Linked DNA regions of Mus musculus: region 2 is linked to region 1. The links are chromatin contacts, called in public promoter capture Hi-C maps. All regions are on one chromosome and are shown on one strand. The core of a region is the stretch at or near the end of the contact, and the rest is flanking DNA. Distances in the headings are between cores, read along the strand shown. Region 1 holds the start of Kif26b (kinesin family member 26B). Region 2 overlaps Kif26b (kinesin family member 26B).

What was found. Promoter capture Hi-C pulls out the DNA fragments that hold promoters and counts their contacts.
Region 2: a promoter capture Hi-C map of maxillary cranial neural crest shows a contact between it and region 1, with 2.4 times the contacts expected there. The contact joins the enhancer-like site here to the promoter of Kif26b in region 1. A contact is called at or near these places in 2 of 39 promoter capture datasets (the 3T3-L1 cell line and maxillary cranial neural crest), 3 of 484 Hi-C or Micro-C datasets (the HL-1 cell line, cranial neural crest and embryonic stem cells), 4 of 115 datasets of contacts at active chromatin or transcription factors (embryonic limb bud and embryonic stem cells) and 2 of 9 other capture datasets (adipose tissue and liver).

Annotation. Positions count from the first base shown.
Region 1 is chr1:178,526,347-178,531,373 of GRCm38.p6, reverse strand. It overlaps Kif26b (kinesin family member 26B), which reads right to left and starts at 2,249. Exons shown (of 15, transcript NM_001161665.1): 1 at 1,749-2,249; 2 at 584-985. The coding sequence starts at 1,811.
Region 2 is chr1:178,565,878-178,570,904 of GRCm38.p6, reverse strand. The region is part of intron 2 of Kif26b (kinesin family member 26B); the gene reads right to left. Among named protein-coding and RNA genes, the nearest start is that of Kif26b, 39 kb to the right of the region's middle. Within about 2 kb of position 2,159, at least 19 of the 459 cell types and tissues checked have an H3K27ac peak or open chromatin away from gene starts, as enhancers often do.

The sequences.
Region 1 (5,027 bases), core at 1,000-3,499:
CAGTGTCAGCAACCTCCCCCCCAGTAATGCGGTTTTCTTGATGTTTTTCTCGAACCACTGATAAAAACTCTTTGAAGTGGATGAGTAAATATTATCATGTGATAGTACTTGGACCCAACTGTGCAAATACAACTGCATTGTGTTCCGCTCTGGGGGCTCCAGGCCGGTCAAACCACGCAGACGGGGTTGCTATGGAGGAACCAATGTGCTTATTAAATAAGCCCAGGAGCAGGTCAGGATGTAGCTCAGCTCTTACAGCGGGCCACCTCTTAATCTTCCTCACTTAGACACATGGAGTGTTAAGAGAGAAATGCTGGCTTTGGAAAATATGTTTCTGTGATGCAGGGAAGGTAGAGCCACAAATAAGCCATTGGAACCTGGAACTCGCAGCAGCTGGCTGTTAGTGCCCCCTTTGGCATGCTGCTGCAGACAGGGTAGGGAGAACCTGTATGGCTAACCCACTGGGGGCATCCCCTGGCGCCGCGAAGCCGGGTGCTCAGCTAGGGGCCTTACACCCGGGCGCCTCGAGGCAGCATCCTAAGGTGGGGCGCATCTTCCCGCAGAGCACCCCGCAGTAGCTCACCTTTCCCGGGAGGGGTCCCGGCAGCAGCAGCTTGAGAGCCTGCCTCTTCAGCTCCACCAAGCGGGCGTTACAGTTCTCGCACCAGACGCCGCGGTCGGAGCCGGGGGAGGAGCCGCCGCCGCTGCCCGAGCCAGGGGAGCCGGTGCCGAAGCCGGGTGAGCCGCCCAGAGAGCCGGGCGAGCTGGTACCAATGCCCGGAGATGCAGGTCCCGGAGAGCCGGTGAAGGAGCTCGGGGACGAGGTGCCCGAGCCCGGGGACGGGGTGCCCGATGAGCCCAGCGCAGAGCCTGCTCCCTCCGGGGTGGGCCGGCTGCCGGCGCGCGACTCCTCGTAAGCCTTGCGGTACCAGCTCTCAGGAGAGCAGGGCGCTGAGGGCTTGGTGGGCGAGCACATTTCGTTCACCTGCCGGAGAGACGCGCGGCGTCAGGCCCTGTAGAGCCATCAGTCCCCCGTGCGGCGGAGGGCTGGTGGGGGGGGGGGGTCGCCGTCCTGCCCGCACTGATGCAAACCTGCCCTCCATCTATCTCCATCCTTCAAGTGACCAATCCTTAAGGAAGTCCTGTCCCACCCACCCTCGCCAGAGTGACCCGCACGCAGGTCCCCCTCCATTCCTCCTGGGGTCAGCACAAGAGCTTGCGGGGTGTGGATATCCTGCAGCTTCTGCGAGAACACCCAGAAATCCAGCGCCCTACTCTTTCAAACCCGGTACCCACCCCAGCAAGGGCCTAGGTACACAGTCCTAGAACACCCTATCGCAGGGTGGGTGACTGTGACTTCTGGATGTTTACTCATTCGGGGAACAGCCCCCACCCCAGGTCCTGCAGGTAAAGCAAACGGGCTCCCCGCTCCAGGGCAGCGATCCGAGGGAAGAGCAGAGGAATTCCTGGGAAATGCTCCCCCTCGGCTTAACTCTGTCTGCAAGTCCCGAAATACTGCAAAAGTTAAGGGTGTGAGGAAAGGGAGGAACCAAGGGCTGAAGACATTCCCGTAGCCAGGCGAGCTGCAGACCCGCCTCCATGCACGCACGACCCCGCCGGCCGTGGGGACGCCGGTGCACCCGAGAGCTGGGGACCCTGCATCCGCCGCCGGCTCCCGGGAAGCAGAGGACACCCACTCAGATGAGTCCCTGGAAACGCATCTCCTCGTGGACACCGCCACAACTTACCCCGTATTTCTTGCCCCTGGTGGAGACCGCAAGCCTCTCTTTATTTCCGGCTACCGAATTCATGGTGGCTCTTCCAGAGGAAAGGGTCTAAATGTTCCCACAAGGCTACATCCAAAAGGTCTGCCAACCCAGACGCGTCCCCCCTCGTGGTAGGGGTTGGTCCTCAAGTCAAGATTTCTTAATGGGGGGTTGGGAAGAATGAAAGCAAATGGACCCCAGAAGTAATAGCACCAATTTGCAGGAAAGGTTGGAACGGCTGGTGGTTCTCAAATAATGGGTCTTCTCATCTCTCTGCCTCCTCCAGCCACGCGTCCTCTCTTCGCGGTCACATCCAGATCGCTAGCATTTTCCTCCACCCGGCCAGCGCGCGTTCTCCTCTAGCGGGGCCGAAACGGAGGAGGACGGCGGCGAGGACGCAGGGAGGCTGCAGGGAAGGTGGGCGAGCCCTCGCCGAGCCGAGCCGGCGGTGGGAACTTGCCTCCTTCCCCGAGCTCGCTAACTGAGTTCAAAGAAATTCTCCCAAAATATAAGGATCCAGACTCGGGGAGGAGCCACGGCGTGTCGCCGAGCCAATATGCGCCGTCCCGTTTTCTCCTGACAGTTGCGCGCAGGGCAAGGAGAGGGCGGCTGTACGCGGCCGGAGAGCAGCCCGCGGTCAGGACGCGTGTGTCCGTCCGGGAGCAGCGCGGAGCCTAGGGAACCTCAGCCCCGCCGCCTCGGAGCCCGCCGGGCCGCCGCCGCCGCCTCGCCTGCCGCGATCCATTTACGGCGCGGCGCTTGGGCCTGGCATCGCCAGGCGCAGCCGGGGCGGGGGTGGGGTCGTAAATCTGGCTCCGGGCGGGGAAGTTGCTGGCGAGGGGCCCACAGCCCCGGGCTCCGGTGCTATCCAGCGCGCGAGCCTGTAGCTCGGAGTCGGCCGAGCTGCGCTGAAACGCAGCACCCAGGCCTCCCCGCCCCCCTCCCCGAGAGCTGGTCTCTTCCTGGCAAGGCGTGCAGGTCTGCCTTTGAAAAGCCGTGCAAACGGATTGAGTCACAAACAAGTCCGCAAACAGGCCGGGACCAACCCCCCCGCCCTTTGTTCTCCCAGACCTGCCTGGCAAACCTTGTCTTGATTCGCCCTCCTAGCCCCAGCGGGCCAGGGGACCCTCCTCCCCTGGACCCCGATTTGAGCACCGGGAGCCTTGAGCCCCCCTTCCCGCGCCCGCCCACGGGCCCAAGCCCCTGTTAATGAAGGGAAAACCTCCCGAGACCTGCACAGGTGAGCCCGAGACCCAGCCTGTAGCTGCCAGGCTGGGGAAACTGAGGGATTGGTCGCGCCGAACGCGCGCGGAAGGACTGCGCGGGCCTGGAGAGGGGGTGTGGCGCGAGCTGATCGACCTCGGGGACTGGGATCGTCCCCTTGCCCCTTTGCACGGTTGCCTGCCAGCACCCGGACCTGTGGGATCTCCAGAGCACCCAGCTGTCGCCCGCTGTCTGATTCCCGTCCCCCGCCCGGCGCAGCGCCCAGGAGCGCAGGAAGCCGGCGTACGCCGGGCTCCACACGTGGCTGCTCCGGGGTGTCATTTTTCATTTCCCGGGAGGACATTTCTTCTGGTGAGCCGGCAGGTCTATTTTGTTGTGACCTTTAATTAACACCCCACGAGACGCCTCCTGCGGGACCAGCCGGGCGCGGAGATCACGTGTGGTGTAATGGCATCTGGGTACCCCGGAAAGACCTGGCCTGGGGCTAGGCGGGGGCAGGAGGACATTTCGGGCTTCCCTAGTCGCTGTCTTCCTTCAACATATGCAAGAGAAAGGAGGGGGCAGAATACAACAATTGGGGTGCTAGAACCCGGGGCAACGCCCCCCCCTCCTGTCTTCCTGTGTGAACCTTCGGCGCCTCCCGGGCATCGCCATCCCCGCCCAGCGCCCTCTGCAGCTGGTGCACCCCGGATATTTCATAGCCTCTAAAGCGAGGCGAGAAGGTCAAAATGAAGATGTTGAGAACACTGTGGAAGTTTCCATTACGTTCCTACTTCCAATTTCAACGCGATCATATCTGCCGAAGACCTTAGGGGGACTGGTAGCCTCCAGGCAGCCCAACTGCAGCCGCATCTGTATTCTGCCTAGGTGCCGCGGAAAATATCGTCGCCATTAGCTACGCGCGGCTTATCAGCCTCAAAGCAGCATGTGGCCAGGTGAAATGGACGAGCCCGTGAAGCCCGAAGTGGGAAAGGTGGGGTGTCGAAGGGAGAGCCATTGCGGAGCTGCACGATTCGTCCTGAAGAATGATGAGCCCTGAGATCTGATGTGCATCTCAAAATATCTTCGGTCCCCGGCGTTTGATGGGCTCGGAGCGCCCTCTGTTGGTGAAATTTTATAGATGGCGGCTCCTCAAGAGAGTTGATGTAAAATCTACATACAGTGAAATGCATAAAATTTAAGTGTAAAATTCCATGAGTTTCTATAAATAAATACATACACGAATATATCTATATATGTATATATATACAATATATATATACAATCTAATATATATATACAATCTAATATATATAATATATATATAATATATATACATACACAATCTAATATATATATATATATACAATCTAATATAGTCCCCAAATTAAGGTGTAAATTCTTCTCACTGACCCGCCCCCCCCCTTCCCAGCAGTCCCACCCCACATTAACAATTAGCAGTTACTGTTCCGGCCTCCATCACCACAGTTCACTTTTGACTGATCTTGATTTTTTATTTTTATTTATTTATTTATTTATTTTTGGTCTAGAGAATCCGAATATCTTTTGTGTTTGGCTTAACATGGTTTGGGGTTTCCTGTTACTGTTTGCATGGGTCTGTTTCCTATTTTGCTGTCTTACACGCCCCCCCCCACTTGCCTTTCTTTTTAATTGAATAATGTTTTCATATTCTCTGGTCCTTTGACTGAGCCCCTAGCTCTAATGACTCTCATATGAATCTTTGACTTAGCCTGGGCTGTTCAGAAGTAGCATGGCAGACTTCATTAAAATGTACACTTTTGGCAGTCCCAAGTCTATTTTACCTCTGTCCTTTGAGCTAATGGTTTAAATCTACACATTAAAAAAATCCTCAATATGATTGTTTAAATTATGTGTTAAACAATCTGTCTTCCCATAGAACTATGAAAATATGGTTCTGTTCATGTATTTACCCAGGTTTTTTGTTTGTTTGGTTGGTTGGTTGTTTGGTTGGTTGGTTGGTTGGTTTTGGATTGTTTGTTTGTTTGTTTGTTTGTTGCAAGTCTGGATTTTTCTCCT
Region 2 (5,027 bases), core at 910-3,409, 40 kb before region 1:
TTTGAATCTGCCTTACAGCTTCAGAGGAGAATTTGAACAAGGACTTTCCAGAACTTCTGAACCAGTTTAAACTTAGAGGAAAGTTGTCAGCTGAGATGCAATTTGCTCCATGCAATGGAGATGTGCCTCTCTGAGCTGGGAGAGGAATGCTCATAGTTTGGACCCAGACTGCCCCGAAGCTCCAGAGGTTTGTCCCCAGCCTATAGAGAAATGGGGAAATCTTCAGGAGGAAACTAGCTTGAGTGAGGCACTCTCTCTCTCTTGTCTTCCTTTGTTTCCTGAATTCCAGAAGGTGATCGGGTCTCTCTTCCCACACTCTGGTTGGCGCTACCTCACAAAAGACCAAAACCAACGAGGTCAGGCAAGTTTGGGTGAAACCATAAACCAAAATGAACCACATGGAAGCTGAGATAAAAGAATGCCTTACACCTGGAAGCCCAGGGCCAGCCAGAGCAATACCATAAAACCCCATGATGAGAGAATGAAATGATTCGCTTCTTGGCTCAATATAAAGTTAAGCAGGGACAAATGCTGACTCCGTGGTAACTCCAGAGATCCATATAGTATTACCTACGTGCAACCTCTAGATGCAGTAATCTATCTGCCAAGGTAAAATCTACAGGGTTGGGAGCCCAGGCTGAAAGAAGAGCCACGCTGTTCGTCTTGAAACATGACTGGCAAGGTGTCTGGGTGAAAATCCACACAGAAAGAGGCAAGGGGGGAAATAGGTATCGTTATTAAATGCCTGAGACTCAGAAGTCACTCAGGGAAGCCCCTATACAAAAACTGTCCATATGTCCAGTCTCTTATGGAGCCAAAATCAGTTTCCTTACAGCTTCACTTCATTTCCAAATGGAGAGATTGGGAGTCAGAAAATTTAACAAATCGCCAGCTGTTTTCCAGAGGCGGAGGCAGAAGGATCACAAATTCAAGGGCAGCCTGAGCAACTTAATGGGACTTTGTCTCAAAATAAAATAAAAAGCCAGGCCTGTAAGTCCAGTACTTAAGAGGTGCAGGCAGCAGGTGTAAGGTGTAAGCAGGTGTAAGCTTCATAACTATTGAGGCCAGCCTGGGCTACATAAGACCCTGTCTCAAAAATAAATAAGGGAAAAAAAACCCGAAATAAATAAATAAAAATAGTAGAGCACTTGCCAGGTGTGCATTAAATCCTAGGTACCATCCCCAAGATTACAGACAGAGAGGATGGATTTTGGACAGGATAATTAAGTGACCTTTCCCAAGTTGAAACAACTAGACCAGAAAAAAGACCTTAGGTCTGTCCATCTCTTATGTCCATGGTCTCTCCACTAACCCTTTGGCCTGTGTCCTCCAGGGTAGATGAATTTTGTGATCTTTTCCCAGAAACAGCTTAGTTGATTCTGAGGATACCCAAGCAGGAGTAAGGACAGAGGCCAGTGTTATAAAGGGCCTGGCACATACATTTTAACTTTCCTACCCCCATATTCCCAGATCTTTCCGATCCTGGTCATGACAGCGGGAGACCTTGGGGGAGGGGTGGTACAAAGAGCCTAGTCCTTCCAAATGGGATAATTGAGGACATATGTCTGCCTGGCAATTGCAAAGAAAGCTGCCCTGTGATTCTTATGCCCCAAAGCCATAACATGGACTAACAGGCCGCCTGCCTTCCAACATTCAGGCTGACTTATAAAATGGAATCAAACTAAACAAGGGTAACTTTAAAACCCCAACAGGAAATAAAAGACCCTGAAGCTTGGGCCACCTCCTCAGATACAATCAGACTCCTGTGGTGAGGAATAGCTGGGGGTGAAAACATACCCCCATTTAAAAAAATTCCTACAGAAGCATGGCAAAATTAGAAATGTCTCCCTTGCCCCACCCCCACCTCCAGGCCCCAAAAAGGGAAGCTTGTTCCCATCTGAGGGCAGGGCATGAATGGTGGGCAATGACTTCTCTAACGGTTAGCTTTGACTTCTCCAGGTTGTGAACACAAGGAACTGGAGAGCAGACTTTATGTTACAGCAAAGATCTAAGACCTAGAATTACAAGCCATTTATTGTCGTTATCCACTCCCCGGTTGTCTGCAGTTATAAAGGAGCAATTATCCAGGTGGCTGATAGCCTTTCTGAATGCAGAGCTGCAGAGGGCACAGAAGTTGTGCAGGCTGTAGGTCAGGAAGCAAATGTGGTGAATGTGGAAATACAGAGACTTTAGACTCCTCACCACATCTTCCTGGATCTGGGAGTATCACCAGTACCCCAGGAAGGCACTCAGCATGCGCACACACACACACAGAGACACACAGACACACACATACACACACAGAGATACACACACATACACACACAGAGACACAGAGACACACACAGACACAAGGACACATACACACACACATACGTACACACACATACGTACACACACACACACAAAATGGAAGATGGCTCAGCAGGTAAAGGTGCTTGCTGAAGGAGGCTGTCTACCTAAGTATACAACAAAGACAACAACAACAATAAGAGAACCCCACAACCTAGATAAAGGTGAAAGGAAAGACTCCTTCAAAATTGTTGACTCCACAAAATTGTTCCCTGACCTCTACACGTGTGACACACATGTGCACTCACGTGTACCCTTCATGCACACACAGATCCACACAATAATAACTGTTAGCTAAATTCAAAATGGAACCAACTCAGCCTATTGGCAAGTTTACCTTGCAGTGGTTCAGAAGCAAGAGGGGAGAGGCAATGTTGACACTGAATGGTTCCTCACCCACACGGGAGAGCTAGAGCCTTGAGGCAGAGCTCACACCAGCTTCAGCTCCCAGCTGTGTGGCCAGGAGAAAGTCCCCGGCTTCTGTCACACACAGCAGAATGAAAGAAACAAACTCTCCCTCTCAGGGTCGCTAATGATGCCCAGGACAGAAAAAAGTCCTTTTGCCTTTTACACAAAACAAGAAAAAGGAACAACTGGCAGGTCACACAAGAGCCTTCAGCTCTTCTGAAAAACACCCAGCACTGAAGCTCATCATGAAGCTACAATTATACCTGTTTCTATACATTATGATGGAGAGCGTTTGGGGAAACCCTTGACTCCCTAATCAGCCTACATCTGAAATTCAACAGTTACAAGAATGGCTTCTTAGACATGAAGCTTTAGTCTCTGGGAAAAGGCAGTCAGTGCCCCCTGCCCAGAAAACATAACAGCAACAGTCCTAGTAACAATGCCATCCTCTGTCCCTCCTTTAGTGCAAACACTTTTTTATCCTTTTCTGAAAACAAAGACCAAAAAAAAAAAAAATGAGGATAACCAGAGGCAGATGGAGGAAAGTGGGAGTCAGCCTCAAAGGACAAAAAAATTACAGAATTAGGAGGCTGGAGAATCTGATGACTATTCACGTACACTTCCCAACACAAAGATTCTAACATTCTCTGGGGATGGAGCCTGCGAACCACATCTGCTGTGTAACCCTCCCATTAATGATATTCCAAAATATTTAGGATTTCAGCCACAATATTCCTGCCTCAAAGCCGCTCGAGCTGCAGAAGATTTAAATATTTTGTCTAGGAGATTATCAGGGCTCTAGACAAGATCAACCAGACTCAAGAGACCAAAGAGGAAATAAAACACGGTCTCTAAAACCCAGCTCCTCACTGAATGCAACGTGCGGCAGCCATAGCTTCCCTGTCCTTCCGTGAGCATCTGCGAGAATGAGATTTAGGAGAGAAATGAGATGTGGGAATATTGTAGGCCCCATCTTGGAAATTAAAAATAAATAAGCTAGTAAAGAAACAGTCTTCTGGGATCAACATCACCGCACATTCCTTGTGGGCTTTTCTCTAATCCCATAACACATTAACATCATATATCAAGTGCAGACACATAAATTCCTATTGATTTATCACTGACAGACCAACAGACCACAACCTGCATGAGGGCATGGGCTAGGTTTATTTGACTGGCTGCCCATGAAGAAGACCTGGTGAAAATGCCTGGCTCATTGTGCTCCTTAGGAAACACTTTTGCGTTGCATAAATCATGAATGAATAAGTGTTTAAGTGAATGTGTGGAATGGATGGGTGGATGAGTAGATGGGTGGGGATGGGGATAGATGGATAGATGGAATTGGGAGATGGATGGATGGGTAAGAGGGTAAGTAGATAGTGGATGGATAGATGGATGGATAAATGTGTGGATGGATGGATAGATGGGTGGATGGATGGATGGATGGATGGATGGACAGATGGATGGATGGATGGATGGATGGATGGACAAATCAAATGGATGGATGGACAGATGGATGAATATTAGATGAATTAACAGATGGGTTGATGGCTAGGTAAATGGATGGATATGCTGGCGTATGATGCATGAGTAGACAAATAGACCAAAAAAAAAACACATGGTTCCAATTATCTTAATCTATAAACAAAAGGGAACATGAATTCTCCCCTATTCTGCACTTCCTACCACCTAATAAATGCCTCTGAGTTCTCATCACCCTGCAGGAGGGAACCACCATATGCATGCGTGTGGTGGGAGCACAGCGTGTGCACTAGTGCTTTGCCCTCTCCGCGTGAAGACGGCTTGCCACTCTGCCTTCACTCATTGAGTGAAAAGACATATAAACGGCATCCAAGGGAAACTCGAATTGACGGGAGTTTAAGATTAAAATATGGGCAGGCAGTAATCTGCATGCCTGCAATCTCGGTACTAGAGAAGCCAAAAGTGGGATGATTATGAGTTGGAGGCCAGCCTGGACTACATAGTGAGAACCTACCAGGAAAGGACAAATGAGAGAAGGGAGGAAGGAGAGGACATGGTGGGGAGAGGGGGACAGAAGTGAAGGGAAGCTTGTGCGTAAAACATTTCCTTCTGCTGCTGAAACAGCACAGATGAGCTCCTGCCATTGCCTGGTCACCAGCCTCACCAACAACCTCATCACCCCATGAAATCTTTCTGTACCTCATCTTTAAAATGAGCCAAACATGCTTAAACGCCCTTGGGTTCTGCTAGCCTTCTTGGGACTCCAGCCTCAGGTGGGCTCACAC